Linked DNA regions of Sus scrofa: region 2 is linked to region 1. Evidence: chromatin contacts called from public HiChIP or PLAC-seq data. All regions are on one chromosome and are shown on one strand. Each heading gives the region's core, a stretch centred on a gene start, on an enhancer-like site or on the middle of the called end of the contact. The rest is flanking DNA. Distances are from core to core; before and after follow the strand shown.

Region 1 (2,542 bases), core at 28-2,527:
TCGTCTGGCTCGCTGGTTATACCCCCAGGGCCTAGAAGGGGGCCTGCAGGTGAAACATGGTGTTTGTTCCCTGTGAGCCCCCAGGGTGATCCTGCCAGGAAGGGGACCTTATCATCATGTGTGACTGGGGAGGCAGCTGGCGCCTGAAGGGGCAGCAGTTGGCTGGAGATGGCACTGTGCACGTGCATGTGTGGCTCTAAGATACTGCTGGCACTGTGTGGAGAGAGGCAGGGCTGGACTGTGCCTCAAGGGAAAGGGGCTGGAGGAGCAGGCTCAGGAAGGTGCTGGGAGGGCTAAGCCCTTTCCCGATGGGCTGCAACACCTCAAACTCCCTTGACTTTGATGAGTTCTTCTGCGTCCAAATGAGGTGGACGGGCGATGCTGCGAGGGCGGGAGAGTGTGGGCTGGCCGTGTGAGGGTCGCCGTGTGGGGACAGGACCCAGAGCAGCCACCTCCCCTTTGCCCTGGAACGTACCAGCAAAGAGAGAGCCTCAAGGCTTACTGAAACGTACTGGGCTATGTGGTGGGGCCACCAGGTCCTGTCTCCTCTCCACCTTTCCCAAACAGCTCTTGCCATCGGGCAAGCCTGGCCTGGTGGTCTGCTCCACAGGAGATTCTTAACTACCCCAGGCCCCAGCCCTCAGCTGCAGCACAGTGAGGCTGTGGTGGGGCGAGCCATGCCAGTGAGACCCTCAGCACTGGCAAAGGGCTTCCAGGAAGCATGGAAGCTCCTAGAATTTAAATTCAATTTAATTCAATTCTTTGTTCAATTCTGTGTTCAATTCTTTCGAGGTGTTCAGCAAGCAAACAGCCAAAGGAAGGGATCTGGCGGTGTGGGACCTCCTTGGGGAGCCTTCTCCGAGTCACTCTCCCTATGCCCGCACCCCCCTCCCCAAGCAGAAGTTATCTTACTTGGGTGTGTGAGGCTGTACTCAGTTACCAGCCATCTCCCTGATACCCCATTAGTTCTGACAGCTGGTTTCACTCATTATTGCATCTACAGTAGCAGTTTTTATGGTGCTACAGCGATGGACAAGCGCTTGTCACTAGAGACATCTAGACCGGAAGTTAAAACCTTGGAAGAAATTACAGAAACTCGACTGTTGCCAAAAAGAAGCTGGTGCGGACCCCAAATGGGGAAGGAAGTTGGAATCTAAGATGGGACAGCTTGTCACATGGGATTAACTTCCTCTTTGACAAGAGAACATGAATGTCAAATGGGAGGCCCCAGGAACTGGCTTGCTAAGGAACATCCCTGGACTTGCGCGTGCTGGCTCCTGGCTGCTGCCAGGTTTGATCCCCTCTGGACACTGCCTGGGGATGGCAGAGGAAGGCTAGAGTCACCTGCTACAGCTGGTGTGAGCTGGCTTGGGCTTCCTCTCTATCCTCCTGCCTCCCCCAAGCCTTGTCCTCTTCAGTCCTGGGCTCAGAGCTGTCCCTCTGACTCTCCCTGTCGGGCTCTGGTTCGAGGCAGACACTCAGGTGGCCGGGTGATTACTAGAGGGGCAGGAGTGGGCAGAGCTGCCCAGCACCCAGGCAGGACAGTCTCTCTGGGCTGATGTGCATTTTCAGATCCAAGCGTGAGCAAAGTGAGGAGCTCTGACCCGCTAATACCACTGCCCAGCCAAGGTGCCAAACTGATCAAACCCTTGTTTAAGCATCCTGTTTTTCTTTCTTTTTTCGCCACGCCCAAAAAAACTCATGTTGCAGCAGTGACCCAAGCTGATGCAGTGACAATGCTTCAGCACAGGAGAAATGCCCATACCCTGGTTAAAGGGCTGCCACTGGGAGGGCAGTGAGACTGGGACTGCCTGTGGAGTTCTTCCAACTGCAGGATTCAAACCCGGTGCTCACAGGACATGTGCTGCCCAGATAAGGAGGTCAGTGGGAGGATCTCTGCCTCCGTGACCTCACCACCTTCCTGGCTCTGAGAAGCCAGGGAGACCAAGGTACAGTGGCAGAGCTAGTGCCTTCCTTGAAGCCTCTCTGGCCAGTGTGTGAACAGGGTGAGGAGGGTAGCAGGCCCGGCCCTCAAGGGAGGCCAATGGGGCAGCCCTGACAGCTGTGGCGTGAGACAGGCCCTGCTGTGTGGCACCAGTGGGGGCTTATCATCATGGCCCGCCACCTGGGAAGGACTCTCCCCATGCACAACGGGGGCTCTAACTTCCCTGCCCTGGCACCTGTCTCCAGACACACTCTAACAGGGCCCTCACTCAGCAGGGCTGTCAGACGGGGCTTCTTCCTGGACAGAAAGCAGGAAGCCATTCTGTCCCTTGCTGCAGCCGGCCACTTTGGCCTCAGCCTCGGGGATTAGGGCCAGGCAGCCTCTTATTTTAGGTTAAGAGGCATTAGGAAGGGATGAGAACTTAAGCCCAGGCAGGAATCTTCCAGGGACCCACACATACTTCCTGGGGGGCGGGGGGGCAAGGTGAGTGGAGGGTGCCCGGGCTTTCTGCCAGGGGTAGGGAGGGATTGGCCCCTTTCCTCGCGGCCCAGGAACAGGGAGGGTCTCCTGCAGCCACAGACTGGGGGCTTCAGGAAT
Region 2 (2,542 bases), core at 32-2,531, 180 kb after region 1:
GTGTATCTTCAAGGCTCATCCGCGCTGTAGCGTGTCTCATTATGTCATTCCTTTTCACGGTCAAGTCATATTCCATCTTATGTTTATTAGTTCCTCAGTCGAAAAGCACTTAGGCTCTTTCTACCTTTTGGCTATTACAAATAATGCTAGTGATGTTTGTGTAAGTTTTGGGTGTGGACACACCGTTTCACTTCTCTGGGGTAGAGAGCTGGGAGTGGGATTGCCGGGTCATGGGGTAATTCTGTTTAACCTTTGGAGGAACTGCCAGGCGTTTTTCTAACATGACTGCACCGCTAACATTCCCGCCAACGGCAGAGAAGGGCATGGTGTCTCCACATTCTCACCAACCTGTGTTATTCTCTGTCTTTCGGATTCTAGCCACCGTAGCGGGTGTGACAAGGTCGCTCGTGTGGTTTGGGTTGCACGTGCCTGTCCCTGATGGCTGGTGATGTTCATGAAGCGTCTTTCATCTGCTTGTTGGCCATTTATCTTCCTTGCAGAAAGTCTATGTCCTTTGCCCATTAAAAAAAAGTGGGGGGGGGGGGCGTGGGAATTTCCGTTGTGACTCAGGGAGTTAAGAACTCGACTAGTATCCACGAGGATGTTGGCCTCACTCAGTGAGTTAAGGATCTGGCACTGCCGAAAGCTGCCGCACAGGTTGCAGATCCAGCTCGGGTCTGGCATTGCTGTGGCTGTGGTATAGGCTGGCAGCTGCAGCTTTGATTTGATCCCTAGCCTGGGAACTTCCATATGCCACAGGTGTGGCCCTAAAAAAAAAAAAGAAAGAAAGAAAAATGAGACGTGGCGTTCTCTTGTGGTGCAGCGGGTTAAGGATCTGGCGTTGTCACTGCAGCGCTTGGGCTGCTGCTGTGCTGTGGCTTCAGTCCCTGGCCCAGAAACATCTTTGTGCCAAGGGCACAGACAAGAAAAAAAAATTGGGTTGTGTCTTTATTATTAAATTATTGGCAGTAGGATTTGAACCCAGGTCCTGTTCTACCAACAGATCCTGCACTCGCAGGCGTGCACCCTTGCTTCCAAGGTGATCTGGAAGCACCTGAGGTCCTGGCCACCCTTGGGGCAGGTGAGGGCCAGCAAGCTGCCTGCAGAAGTGAGCCTGGCGGGGGCCCAGCCCACAAGAGGTGCCCAGTCCGCAGATGGACAGACAGATGAACAACTCTATCTCCAGGAACCAGTGAGCTAAAGGGGAAGAAACAAACCACTCAGAGTGAAAAGTCTGCACCCCAGAAGGAGGAAGCTCCAGGGGCCCTGCTCCAGGAGGTGGAGATAAAGCTCCACGCGGCCAAGCGGCCACCATGGCAACTGCTTCTCACGGAGGCGCTCAGTGCTGGTGACCTATCTGCCTGTTTTTAGGCTACTGACTGTTGGGCCATGTGCGGCTGGGAAGGGGAGGCCCAGGGAGATTATCAGGGAACCCGAGATCATATCTGTCCAGCGTGGGGGCTGAATGGGTCTGCAGGCGTGGCCGCTGGGCAGAGGAGAGTGGGGCCTGATGGGGTGTGGCCCACGGTGGCTCCGCTGCCCTGGCCATGGGAGCCCACTGTTTTGTTACCAAGGGAACTCGTGTCTTGAACATCTAGCTCTGGAGTCCAATGACCTGGCTCCAACCCCAGGCTCACTGTCTCCTGGTTGTGTGTCTGGGCAAGTTACTTCCCCTCTCTGAGCCTGGGTTCCCCTCCGGGGCGCTCTCTACGGATGGTGCTAAACAGGGTGAGATGAAATGAGAGCATAACATGGTCTTAACGTGGCCTCCGGTGGGGCCAGGCTGCTGGCGGCGCAGCTGGGGGCAGTAGGGCACCCACGGCACATCCCCGGGCCCGACTCAGAGCTAGAAGAAGGCCACCCTGGCCATCTGGGAAATAGAAGCCACAGGCTCCCCTGAGAGCTCCTGAGACCAGCCACTTGCAAGAAGCTTCGCCCTCAGACAGGAGCTTCAGTGCACGGCTGCTGAGTGGGCAGCTTCCGGAGACCCCAGAGCGAAGGTGGACCGTGCAGTGGCCATGACAGTAGCCCTTCACTCAGCAACCTGGGTTCAAATCCCAGCAGCACCACTTACTAGATATGAACCTTGGGCTAGGACTTGTCTCTCTGTGCCTTGGTTTACCCTTTGGAAAATGGAGCTGATGACAGCGCTTACTTTATAAAGTGGTTGTCAAGATTAAATGTGTTAAGACAGGGAAAATAAGGATTAAAGTCTTAGCTTTTTAAAAAATTTTTGGCCACACCCACAGCATGTGGAAGTCCCCTGGCCAGGGATTGAACCCATGCCACTACAGCGAAAACACCAGATCCATAGCCCACTGTGCCATAAGAGAACTCCAAGTCTTAGCTTCAAAATAAAGGTGAGGGAAGCTTCTGTTGTGGCTCAGAGGGTTAAGAACCCGACTAATATACATAAGGATGCAAGTTCAATCCCTGGCCTCGCTCAGTAGGTTAAGGATCTGGCGTTGCCGCAAACTGCGGTGTGGGTCATGGATGCAGCTCAGATCCACTGTTGCGGTGGCTGTGGCACAGATTTGCAGCT

What was found. HiChIP or PLAC-seq counts read pairs in DNA pulled down with a chosen protein or histone mark.
Region 2: a contact with region 1 is called in an H3K27ac HiChIP or PLAC-seq map of alveolar macrophages. The contact joins two enhancer-like sites. A contact is called at or near these places in 3 of 47 Hi-C or Micro-C datasets (embryonic fibroblasts, epiblast stem cells and undifferentiated spermatogonia) and 1 of 2 datasets of contacts at active chromatin or transcription factors (alveolar macrophages).

Annotation. Positions count from the first base shown.
Region 1 is chr17:36,075,459-36,078,000 of Sscrofa11.1, forward strand. All of the region lies in intron 10 of NOL4L (nucleolar protein 4-like), which reads right to left. Among named protein-coding and RNA genes, the nearest start is that of ASXL1, 91 kb to the left of the region's middle. Within about 2 kb of position 1,278, at least 12 of the 83 cell types and tissues checked have an H3K27ac peak or open chromatin away from gene starts, as enhancers often do. A contact at or near this core is called in alveolar macrophages, where this site is marked.
Region 2 is chr17:36,253,345-36,255,886 of Sscrofa11.1, forward strand. No RefSeq gene overlaps it. Among named protein-coding and RNA genes, the nearest start is that of NOL4L, 54 kb to the left of the region's middle. Within about 2 kb of position 1,282, at least 5 of the 83 cell types and tissues checked have an H3K27ac peak or open chromatin away from gene starts, as enhancers often do. A contact at or near this core is called in alveolar macrophages, where this site is marked.